Linked DNA regions of Ovis aries: region 2 is linked to region 1. Evidence: chromatin contacts called from public Hi-C data. All regions are on one chromosome and are shown on one strand. The core of a region is the stretch at or near the end of the contact, and the rest is flanking DNA. Distances in the headings are between cores, read along the strand shown. Region 1 has its middle 29 kb from the start of PXT1. Region 2 overlaps KCTD20 (potassium channel tetramerization domain containing 20).

Evidence for each region. Hi-C and Micro-C count contacts between places; a contact is called where the count stands out from the background.
Region 2: a contact with region 1 is called in a Hi-C map of blood, with 2.4 times the contacts expected there. The contact joins two enhancer-like sites. A contact is called at or near these places in 6 of 16 Hi-C or Micro-C datasets (blood, liver, mixed tissues and 3 more).

Annotation. Positions count from the first base shown.
Region 1 is chr20:10,427,985-10,434,031 of ARS-UI_Ramb_v3.0, forward strand. No RefSeq gene overlaps it. Among named protein-coding and RNA genes, the nearest start is that of PXT1, 29 kb to the right of the region's middle. Within about 2 kb of position 3,242, at least 27 of the 54 cell types and tissues checked have an H3K27ac peak or open chromatin away from gene starts, as enhancers often do. A contact at or near this core is called in liver, where this site is marked.
Region 2 is chr20:10,502,092-10,508,138 of ARS-UI_Ramb_v3.0, forward strand. It overlaps KCTD20 (potassium channel tetramerization domain containing 20), which reads left to right. Exons shown (of 9, transcript XM_060403137.1): 4 at 1,509-1,782; 5 at 4,117-4,219; 6 at 4,578-4,698; 7 at 5,757-5,954. Among named protein-coding and RNA genes, the nearest start is that of KCTD20, 31 kb to the left of the region's middle. Within about 2 kb of position 2,915, at least 3 of the 54 cell types and tissues checked have an H3K27ac peak or open chromatin away from gene starts, as enhancers often do. A contact at or near this core is called in liver, where this site is marked.

The DNA of each region.
Region 1 (6,047 bases), core at 1,992-4,491:
CTTTTGAGTGCATGTGGTTTCCAATTAATTATTCTATAGCTATTTTTTGGAGAAGTCATGGGTTATTTGGCTCCATTTCAGTTTGATTTTCCAAATTTAATGGCTTCTGCAGGCTTGCCAACTGGGAGCATGCACTTCACTTAACTGGGAGGTCGCAGCCTGCACTTCCCAACCAGCCAGCAGCAGTCCTGCCTCTCTGACCCCTGAGATGCATTTGTGTTTCCTTCCAACCTGTTACAGCCCAGGGTCTGAGCGTCTCCCCTTCCTGTCCCCTCCACAGCCCACTGCCTTTCAACAATGTTGAAGGTGACCCGAAGGTCTAGAAATCTCCTCACCCTCTGTGTCTGAGAAATGGCTTCCTGTGAAGAACCTTCCCCACAAAGATTCTGCTGGAACTCAGGATATCCCCTTCCTTTTTTTCTTTTTCTTTTTGCACACCCCACCCTCACCCCACACAGCATGTGGGGTCTTAGTTCCCCGCCCAGGGATTGAACCCAAGTGAGAGTGAGGAGTCCCAACCATTGGACTGCCAGGATCCACCCTTTCCTGACCAGGCCACACAGTCCCAGACCCGCCCTGGGCTTATCAGCCGGGAGCTGACCCGCTTCCCAGGATCAGTCAGAAAAAGGACCTGACCCATGTGTTCCCCACCTCCCGGCGGAAACTGCACTCACTGCCCTGCCTCTCGGCAGAAGGCCCCTCAGGGCATCTCCTGTCTGGCCTCTCATCCTCAGTCAGGGCACCTGACTGCCCCATGCCCAGGCCTCAGTACTTGTGTTTACACCTCTCCACAGAGAAATCTCCTTTGCCCCAGCTATCCAAATGTTTGCAGACCTTGTCTCTCTTATTCCAGCATTTCAGCCTCAGAGTTACCTGTCACCACTCAGTCCCTGCAGAGGCCAGAGATTCTTCCTGGAAGGAAAGAGTCTAGAGAAATCACAGGGATAAATACAGAGTGCAGCCAAGCCTTGCCTGTGCTGATGCCCAAAAGGGTGAAGAGGGTGAATGATTTCTGGTGAGAGTTTTAAAGTCCCCCAAGTAATAGATCATCTGTGAGCATACTGTGTCTTCCTGCTCATTCTAAATGCATGTCATCCCAGAACTTTAATGGGGGAATTTATCTCCGAAATATGCCAAGTGGGGCTTATGTTTAAAAAACAGTATCGCAGTACCTCTGAGGGTTTACACACACAGCAAGGATGCTGTTTGTTCAGACACTGGCCGAGAGCTTGCCAACAGAAGCCTTGGCCACGACCCTCCTCCCACAGGTGAGCCTCGTCAGGTGCCCAACCCCATCGCAGAATCCTAGATTGGCCGAGGGCCTGGCAGGCAGCTGGCTAGAGATGCAGACAAAAGAGAACCGCCCAACAGCCAGGGGCCACCCTGGAGCGTGGCCTCAGAAGCCTGGTCCAGCCAACAGCATCTCCATGCCAGGAGCCACACACCACGCCTGGAGCTCTGCTAGGTGGGGATGTGCCAGGAAACCGTGAGTTAGAAGGAGACGTGATGGCAGGCGCAGTGAGAGCAGCTTTGCGCTGAAAACAGTTTCTGTTCCCACTGCTGCCACCGGCTTGGTGTTTGGTCTCCAGCAGGTCAGCCTGGGCTTTCTCACCGGTGGAGAAGTGAATTGGATGCCAGCTTATTGAGTTTTCTCTGAGTTCGAGGTGCCTCTTCCAGCCCCATGGGCACCTCCCTCCCACTTAGGCACCTAGTTGTTTGGGGTCCTCAGCTGATGCAGGTGTAGTAGATTTCCACCGGTCCTTTCCTAAGGGAAAGCTGGGAAGGAGGGTGTGGTCTGTTGCAGAGACGGATCTCCCCGCACCTGGGAGGACAGGACACGCCGTTCCCCTTTAGCTCCTCTGATAGCCCACCCCTGTCATGAGCAGGTGAGTGCATGTGGCTTCTTCCCAATCGTGGTGCAAAATGTAGAATTTCTCACAAAGAAATTTGACTTTAATGAGAGGGTAGATCATGGGAGAGAATAATTAGACAGTATACACATGCCAGGGTAATTTTAAATCAAAGCTTTTAGGCCAAGTTATCTTAGTTACTGCATTAACTGTTGTCAGCTAGCGGTTTCAATAACTGTATTATCAGAATGCCTGGCAGTGAAATTGCTTTCTGCAGCCTGTTCATTGTGACCTCAGAGTCAGTGCCTGGGCTGGCGTTAGTGTGTGAGTGTGTGTGTATGTATGTGAGAGAGAGAATATGAGTGTGTGTGCACACACACTGGGGGGAGGGGGCTTCTTCCTGTTTTTTTCCTACAGTAGTACCTTGTGTTTATTTATTATGTATAATAATTTGTATCTCCTAATCCCAAACTCCTAATTTATCCCTCCCTCCTTTCCCCTTTGCTCACCTTGAGTTTGTTCTCTATGTCTATGAGTTTGTTTCTTTTCGTGTAAATGTTTTTTAGTGTCATATTTTAGATTCTATATGTAAGTCATACCATATGGCGTTTGTCTTTGTCTAACTTACTTCACTTAATATGATAATCTCTAGGTCCACTCATTGCTGCAAATGGCGTTATTTTGTTCTTTTTTCATGGCTGAGTAATATTCCATATTAGTTGTATACCGTATCTTCTTTATCCATTCATCTGTCGATGGGTATTTAGGTTGCTTCCATGTCTTGGCTATTGTAATTAGTGCTGGTGTGAACACTGAAGTGCGTTTCGAATGAGAGTTTTCCCTGGATATATGCCCAGGAGTATCACTGCCGGATCCCATGGCAACTCTATTTTTAGTTTTTTGGGGCACCTCCATTCTGTTCTCCATAGTGACTGACTGATTTAAAGCCAGCTCATGTGATTTCAGGCGATGCTGATTGATTTAAAGCTGACTGACTTAAAGTAGTGGGGTGGGCTAGGGAGGGGCAAGTGACCTGGGAGGCTTTGAAAGAGAAATGCCCCCCTCCGCAGGTCACTTCTTTGTGCTTGGAGGGAGATGAGGAAGCAATCAGGCAGCAGATTGCCCGGAGCTGGGGAGGGAGGGAGGGGGAAGGGCTGGGGAGGGAGGGAGGGGGAAGGGCTGGGGAGGGAGGGAGGGGGAAGGGCTGGGGAGGGAGGGAGGGGGAAGGGCTGGGGAGGGAGGGAGGGGGAAGGGCTGGGGAGGGAGGGAGGGGGAAGGGCTGGGGAGGGAGGGAGGGGGAAGGGCTGGGGAGGGAGGGAGGGGGAAGGGCTGAGAGCGGGCCTTAGAGCAGATGGTCACTGGAGGGCGCCAGAGCGCCAGCAGAGCCTCTCGGGCCGGCCCTCCAGGCTGGGAAAGGAGCTGGAGCCGGGGCGGGTGGAATCCCAGGGACGTGCCCAGAGAGGAGGGGTTGGGTACCGGGAACTTCTACCCCGGCCCAAACTGCCTCGCCTCACAGAGGGCCCAGAGGTCTACCTTCAGCACCCGATGGGGACACTTCCAGCTTGGTCGGGTGGCGCAGTGGTTGGGCAGCCTGAGAGGAAGCCTGCGGTGTGACTGCCCTTTGTTTCCCCGGAGGCGGGGCTCGGCCCAGAAATACTGGGTTTGACTCCTGGGCTTGCAGTTTCTAAGCTACAGGCCTGCGTGCGTGTTGGCATCTGGAAAACGCGGCTGTGGTCGTGAACATGGAGCAGGCAAAAACCCATCCCTTCCCATCTGAGCCTCTTCCTCTTCCCTCCCCCCGCCCCTTTCTAGGGGGATCGGACCTAAAGCCAGATCATGTGACTTAAAAGGGATGACTTCGTTTTCTTCCAATTTTTAAAAGACAGTGGGCCATTTTCATGGGCCCCTAAAAGTATGGAGGCCCCTGCACTGTGCCTGCGATAAGTCAACCCAGCGTTTCCGTTTGCGTGGTGCGTCTCCCTAGAGCTCTTCATCACTTCCCCACCCCCAGCTGCGTGAGAGTGGAAGGTGCTCAGGGCTCATCAGGTCCAGCCTGACAGGTAAGAAAACCGAAGCAGAGGAGAGAAACGACTGTCTGAGGCCACCCCTCGACAATGACAAGGACTAAGCCAACCTCTGACTGCCAGGTCCCAAACCAACACAAAAGAGAGAACTAGTTTTCCTGTTTGGGAAAAAAAAAAAAAAAAAAGATCTGCATCATACATTCCTTCGTTTATTCCAGCTCCAGCCACGTGCCAGGCACCATGCTGCTGCTTGGGACAGGGCACAGAGTGCGGCTGGCAGGAGGGACTCCAGGAACCAATGACTGTCACAGTCCTCACCAGCGACGCAGACGAAAAGTGCACTGTGCTACAAACAGAAAGCTGAGCAACAAAACCCAGCATGGGAGGAAGAAGAGGCTTCCGTTATTTATTTGAAGACCTAAGAAAGAAGAAATGTCTGAATTGACCCAAAAATTATTTAAGGGGAAAAAAAAAAGGAATAGAAGTGAGAGTTGGCCTTTGTGGTACTACAAAACCACATAATCAGGATCTGATGGTACTAACCAAAGATTGACAAGTATCACTGGAAAAGAAGAGGGTGCCGTATATGTGTGTGTGACATTAATTTAGTGGGGAAGGATAGCTAATTTGAGGTATGATAAAACCACAGCTGGCTCTCTACCTGGAAAAAAATCTGTCTTTGGACCCTCACCTCCCACCAGTCACAAAAATCAGTTCCAGATGGATTAAGGCCTAATGAATTGAACAATAAATAGCAACCCTAACAGAACTGGAAATAGAAAACCATGTGCCCTGAACAAGGGTAGCAGAGACTCAACCAGGACAGGAAACTCAGAGACTGTAATAAAAAGTGAAGCACATATGTGACTGCATTAATTTTTATACGTGTGTCCAAAGATACCATAAACAAAATGAAAAGAGGATGGATTGGGGGGAATTCCAAAATTTCCCGTTGCAATGCAGATGGCAGATAAAATGCCTGCGGGCTTCCCTGGGTGGCTGAGTGGTAAGGAGTCTGCCTGCCAACCCAAGGAGACACGGGTTTGATCCCCGAATCCTGGGAAGATCCCGCATGCTGCGGGGCACCTAAGCCATGTGCCACAACCACTGAGCTTGTGCTCTAGAGCCGGGGGCGGGGCGGGGTGGGGGGGGCCGCAACTACTGAGCGCACGTGCCACAACTGCTGAAACGTGTGCTCCCCAGAGCCCGGACTCTGCAACGAGAGAAGCCACTGCAATGAGAAGCTCATGTGCCGCAACTGGAGAGAAGACCCAGCACAGACAAGTAAATACATTATTTAAACAGTAAAATGCCTGTGACCGGTCAAGAGCATCTCTAAATTGATTTTTTTTTAAAGACAAAGAACCTTCCCAGCAGTTCACAGTGCAGCAGGATTTATCAACCTCAGCACTGTAGACACTGGGTCTCACAGCCCCTTGCTGTGGGCGCTTTATAAGATACATAGCAGCATCCCCGGTGCCTACCCACTAGATGCCAGCCTCACCCCTCCCCAACTCACGAGTTGTGATAACCAAAAATGTCTGCAGACGTTGCCATATGTCCCTGGGGAGGGAGAAAAAACCGCTCAGTTGAGAAGCTCTGCAGTAGAGCGGATCCACTAATAAACATGTGGCAGGATGCCTCAGTAGTCAGGGACAGGCAGAGAGCAGAATCAGATGTCATTTTAATGATAACACACCTATTCCTAGCATGAATGCAAAGAAAAGGATGTGTGGAGGATAGCAGTAGGACTTTAGAGTCTCCAAGGGAGATCAGTCTGATAATGCAGAAGGGAGACACAAAAAGTTACTTGCCGGGGCTTCCCTGATGGTCCAGTAGTTAAGAATCTGCCTTGGAATGCAAGGGACACAGGTTTGATCCCTGGTCTGGGAAGATCCCACATGCTATGGAGCCAGTAAGCCCAGGCTCCACAACTACTGAGCCAATGCTCTCGAGCCCAAGAGCAGGAACTACTGAGCCCACGTGCTGCAACTACTAAAGCCCACTTGCCCTGGAGCGCGTGCTCTGCAACAAGAGAAGCCATTGCAATAGAAAGCGTGTGCACTGCAACCAAGAGTAGCCCCCACTCACCACACAGAAAGCCTGTGTGTGGCAGTGAAGACCCACACAGCCAAAAAATAAAATAGTTAATTTTTTAAAAGCTGCATGGTGT
Region 2 (6,047 bases), core at 1,665-4,164, 74 kb after region 1:
TTAAGTGCCTGAAATACAACTAATTTCTCAGAGGTCATGGGCAGTAATCCTGTCCATGAATTATTGTAAACAAATTTAAAAGACATGAAGGGTGGGAGTGAGATATTCAATTGTGCCTATAACATTTCATTTCTTTCTAAAAAAGTCTGAAGAAAATTTAGGAAAATGTTAACTAGCCAAATCCTGGTGATGTATACATACTGTGTTAACTTTAGGTTTTGATATATTTGAAATTTTTCATTTAAAAAAAAAAACACATTATTTTCCATTAACATAAAATATACTAGGAGAGCTCCCTATTTAAAAAGAATCTTCTGGGACTTCCCCAGCCATCCAGTGGTTACGACTCCACACACCCACTACAAGGGGGTGCGGGTTCGATACCTGGTCAGGAAGCTTAAGATTCCAAATGCTGCATGCTGTGGCCAAAAAAATGTAAAAACCAATCTTCTGGTAATCCTTTTGAAAATACTTTCTCCTTGTCATCTTCTGTATGCAGCCAGATCTCAGACGGTGTGGTATTACACATTTTTAAGTGCTGCCGCAGACTTTACTTCAGTTGATAGTCAAACCAATCCTGTGAGGTAGGTGGAGTGAACGTTATTTTCACTTTACAGGTAACGAATCAGGTTTAGAAAAGTCAAATTCTTTACGGAAATGGCTCTTTGGTGATACTAAAACAAAAATTTTGATTCCATGAATGAATTCTAATCCAAGACCATTTGCATTGGAACTTTTCCATTGAGAGCAAGACCTGTCTGTTCAGAAAATGGTGTTGGTGATGTTAGGCTTCCCCTATGCATAATGAAAATGCATTTTTAAATGCATTTCTAGGAAAAGTGGGGCAATCAGAGACTTAGCACTATCCTTTTTGGAAAATAAAATTTAGAAATGTTTTTTAAGAATGTAGAAAACTAATAGTGTTGACTAATGAAGTTATCAAGTTTCTTAAATAAAATGCAGGAAATATGGTCGGTATTTAGAGATAGAAGTGAAAATGAAAATAAAGTGCCTGTGAAACAAGACTAGGGGAGGTTTAAAAATATGGCAGAGGGTTGCTTGTTTTCCACAGAAATTCTTCTCCAGTGTTCAGTGATTTTATTTTTTGGCCATGCCCCATGGCTTGCGAGATCTTCCTTCCCTGAACGGGGATCAAACTTGGGCCCCCAACAGTGGAAGCAGTGAGTCCTAACCACTGGACCTCCAGGGAATTCCCTAATAGTTATATTTTTAGAGTGCGGGCATTACTGCCTTCATTGCCCTCTCCCCAGCGCACAAAAACATACGCAACGCAGAAGAAAAAGCTCCTGGGCGTCCAGTGTGAGTCTAGTTTGTTTTTCCTTTATGTGCTCTAGACAAGAGTTTCTGCCTTTGGCTACCTAAAGTTTGGGGATTTTTTTGTTTAATGTTTTTTGTTCTTGTTTTTTTAAAAGGACAAGGTTTATTTTTCTCCCGAGGCTTTTTACTGTCAAGTTATTTTGGTTTGTTTGTATCGTATGATCTTTTAGACCTTCCACTTGACTCTGCCTCTCAGCCAGCAAATCTTCCATTGCCTCACATGATGTCACTTCCTGAAGATGTCAAAGGCTCTTGCTTCCAGAGTGGGAATAAACGGAATCATGAACCCTTCATTGCTCCGGAGCGATTTGGAAACAGCGCAGTGGGCTTTGGCTGTAACGTTCACTCTCAGGCACCAGAGAAAGTGACACTTCTCGTAGATGGCACACGCTTTGTTGTCAACCCACAAATTTTCACTGCTCATCCGGATACCATGTTGGGCAGGTAATTGATGATAATTTCCTTCCAAATTCACTCTCTTCTCTATGAATAGAAATACCTGCCGTTTGCCTTGCATTAGATGTGAGAATGAAAACATTGAATTGCTTACTTTTCTACCTTGATACTTTTGTGAAACAGCATAAAAATCTTACATGTGTTGGTGATTTTGGGGGGTAGGTACTTTCGAGCCCCCACAAAGGGGAGTGCAAAAGGTCCAGGTGGCATCAGTTTCTAAGACCTCCATCACTAATCAGGCTTTCTGAAACTAGATCTTTGTAGCTGGCTGTTCTGTATGATGGTGGCTCTCTACGGACGGTCAGGTTCCATTCTCTGTGCTGCTTAATTCAGAATATAGTCGTATTCTCCCCTCAGCATCTCCTGCCTCCAGCTTTTTATGACTTGAGTTTAGGAAAAGGAAAGCGTCTACTGAGGAGGATTACCGTCCCAGAAGTATTCTTAGAGCCTGGGCTGGGAGTGAGGAGCTCTCCTTCTAGCCAGCTGTACACACCTTAACGTGTAGAGCAGACTGGGTTAAGAGGAAAATAATTTGAGTGTATACACACAAACATTTGGCTTTTCAACTAGTACTTAATAGTGGATCTTATCTAAAGATACAACCTCTCTCCAGACTTTGAACTGATTTTAACTGAATTAGAAATCAGAATGGACCACACCATTTGCTGAATTTTAGGCTAAGTGAAATCTAAGCTATTCAAATATCTGCCTACTTACATATATACAAATGATGAACTGGCTGATGAACCCACCAGTTTTAACTGGAGCCAAACCTATATATTTCTTAAACATATGACTTAAGATTAAGCTAGAACTTTAAAAGATTTTCTAAATTGGCCCTGTTTTAGACTTGACTTCATGTCTTCAGTCTTGGCATCTCCTCCATCACTTCTCCCCAGGTGCCCCAAAAAGGTGCTTCTTCGGGTAGGCTGTCTGTGTGAAGTAGGCTGCCTCCGAAAGTAGTGCTCAAGAAAAGAAAGGCAAGCGTGTTCTGGGTAATAGATCCCTTTATCTAGGTGGTTCATCATTGAGTCAGCCGAGGTCATGAATTCGGAGAGTTTTGTGGGTTGGTTCTGTCCTGTGGCTGCATAAAGTGTTCATATCCCTGGCCACTGAGCATACAGATGCGGGCCACTAGCCACAGGGGACAAGCTGAGAAACAGAATGCTAACGCAGATCCACGCCACTCCTGACGGACGGCTCTGAGGTGCGGTTATGTTTATGGCATGTTGTTCACTGTTTTGATTGATTGCTATCTCAGCTACACTTCACCCAAAACATTCCGGAAAAAAGTCAGCATTCTTTGAAGACTACTTTTATCAGATGGATTTTTTATGTACAGTGCAGAGATTTGGAGAGCATGTGACTTTTTTTCAGACCTTGGAGAGCAGCCAGTTCAGGGTGGAGCATAACAGTTTTGAACAGCTGGACAGCCGGGCTTCCCAACAGGTTAAGGAAGGAAAAGGCAGTGAGTCCCCGTTGGGCTGACCGACAGTACCAACCACCTGCCCTGTCCTTTGTGCTGGCTTCTCCTTCCACAGCTCCTGCACATACGTGTAGCAGGGGAAGTAGGGGTCATGGAGCCAGTTTTTCTGGAAGGGATCTGAGAGAGGGAGGAGGGATGGGAATGGATGAGTATGAAAGCAGGGTTTCCTCCCTGTGCCTGCATGACCTCTGAAGTCAGCCCAGAGCAGGCCTGCCTCTCTGAAATATGTCAAACTGTTGATAATCCAGTTCTTCCCCTCCTTTTTGGTTTGACCTGAAATTCCCACCATTGGTTACTCCTTGGATTGAGGAAGGGCATTTTTTCCAGAGCTCAGCTGTAAAATGTACCAGGAAAGGGAAAGCACTAACATCTGCACGAACTAACACAGATTCATCTATCAGATACTGAAAAGCGAAACTCAGAAACATCGAGGATGGCGTGCTGGACGGGTACATGCTGATGGGTGAGGAGGAGGAACAGAAAGGCTCAGGGCAGGAGACACTGTCACCCAGGATGCCGGTGCTCTGGAGACGTTCCAGGCGCAGCTCCACAGGTGCCGCTGTGCGCCACAGAAGCTCACTGCTGGTGACCAGGGGAGGCTGCTTTGTTCCTCGTTGCACTCAAACACTGAAAGCATTGCTGCCTTCTTTCTCTGTCTGAAGGGAGTTTCCTAAGACCTAAGTGTGTCTTAAGAGGGGTTGAGGCCTGGTGCTCTGTTTTAAAATTATATTGTAAGAGGGGATTGGAGTCTTCCAGGCTAAGGTGAAAAAGGGAGAAGTTTCGTCTGCGGAGAATCCTGCTGGAGGGGGTAACACTGTTGCCTGGGCATCTTTCAGGATGTTTGGGCCAGGAAGAGAGTACAACTTCACGCGCCCCAACGAGAAGGGCGAGTACGAGATTGCAGAAGGAGTCAGCGCAGCTGTGTTCCGAACGGTGCTGGTGCGTAGTGGCCCGGCTGCCCTTCCCCGGGGGCGGGCGTAGGCAGAGGCCTTCCGGGTCCGTCAGACTGTGCTCTGACTCCAGGGTTTGCCATTCCTAGTTACTGCCTCTCCTGCTTTATTTTCTCTTCCTGTAATCTTAAGTCCTTCTTGCTTATGTGAGCGCAGTCAGGTGTCAAGTTGTGATTGAATGTGTCCAGATGGCCAGGAGTCACTTTGCTGTCTGATGAATCACCAACGTGGTGATAGTTCTAGTAACCCAGCACTTTACCTGGACCAGGAATGAGTGAGTCAGAGCTGAAGAGGGACGTTTCCATCTTGTTCTTTGACTACATTTCCTCTTGTCAATCTCTTTATAGGATTACTACAAAACTGGTATCATCAATTGTCCTGATGGCATCTCTATACCAGACCTTAGAGATACGTGTGATTATCTCTGCATTAACTTTGACTTCAACACTATCCGATGTCAAGATCTGAGTGAGTACAGGAGAAGCTGCCGACTGCGTTTGAGCAGCTAACCTTTGAATTCGCTTAGGATTGACATTTTTATCACTGAACAGAAAGCCTTTTAAGTGTGGGTTGGGGATCATCTGCAGAGAAGAGACACGGTGCTAACCATTCCCTCTGTTGCTTCAAAACTCTGAGGGAGTAAACACGAGAACACAAGCGGGCTCTAAGGCTAGCTTGACCCCGTGAGTCACCAAGCTAGTTGCGTCCTCTCTTGGGACCTTGGGATCTCAAATCTTTAACAAATAAGGATACTGACCCTCGGATATGAGGTAAGATTCACTCATAGTCACAGGACCTAAATTGGCTGGGTACTTCTCACCGTTTATCATTAACTTAGTGTTTGTTAAGTGCTTTGTAGATGTGAACTTGCATTAATTTTCACAATTAACCCTTGAAAGATGGGTGATAATCTCACTTAACAAAGGAAAAGATGGAGAAATTGGCTTGTTCAGAGCTCTAAACTTTAAAGCTGGGATAACTGATTGAATACAGACTCCATGCTCTCATCATTACCTAAGCTTTGTGAAATGATTGAAGAATTCTTTAAAGTTCGTGATACATTTTCCTTCATATTCCATGACGTTCTCTGGATGTGTGGTTTCTCCACTGAGTCTAGTACCCACTTAGAGAAAGTCCCTTGGTGTCTCCAAACCTTAGATTATCCCTCTCCTATGGTACTCTAAATTGCAGTCCAGAACATCTTCAGAAGAGGTGCTATAAAGAGTCATCTCCAAATGATGGTTCTCTCTTGTAGAATTAATGTTTATGTTCTGATATTGCATGTTGAAAAAACCTCAACTGATCAGAATGCTTGGGGTTTATTAAACAGGAGACTGGTAGAATGTGTAAAGCATGTAACAGATTCAGCTTAATTATCACCTCAGAGCAGGAAACATTCTCTGCCTTGAAGTGAGCCACTTTTCTGGGCCTTACCAATGATAACAGCCATGTACCTCACAGTCTTCTCACTGCAGTAACACCTGCATTTGAGCAGAGAGGATGCTCACTGGCCTTTTGTTTCCCAGGTGCTTTACTGCATGAACTGTCTAACGATGGTGCTCACAAGCAGTTTGACCACTACCTCGAAGAGCTGATCCTGCCCATCATGGTGGGCTGTGCCAAGAAAGGGGAGAGAGAATGCCACATTGTCGTGCTGACGGATGAGGACTCTGTGGACTGGGACGAAGACCACCCTCCACCCATGGGAGAGGAATATTCTCAAAGTAGGAGCCCCCTGCATGATGTCGATGTTTTCAGCAAGAAACGTGCTGCCCAGAGTCGTAGCTAGACCTTAGAACCAGTGGCTGTCACTGGTG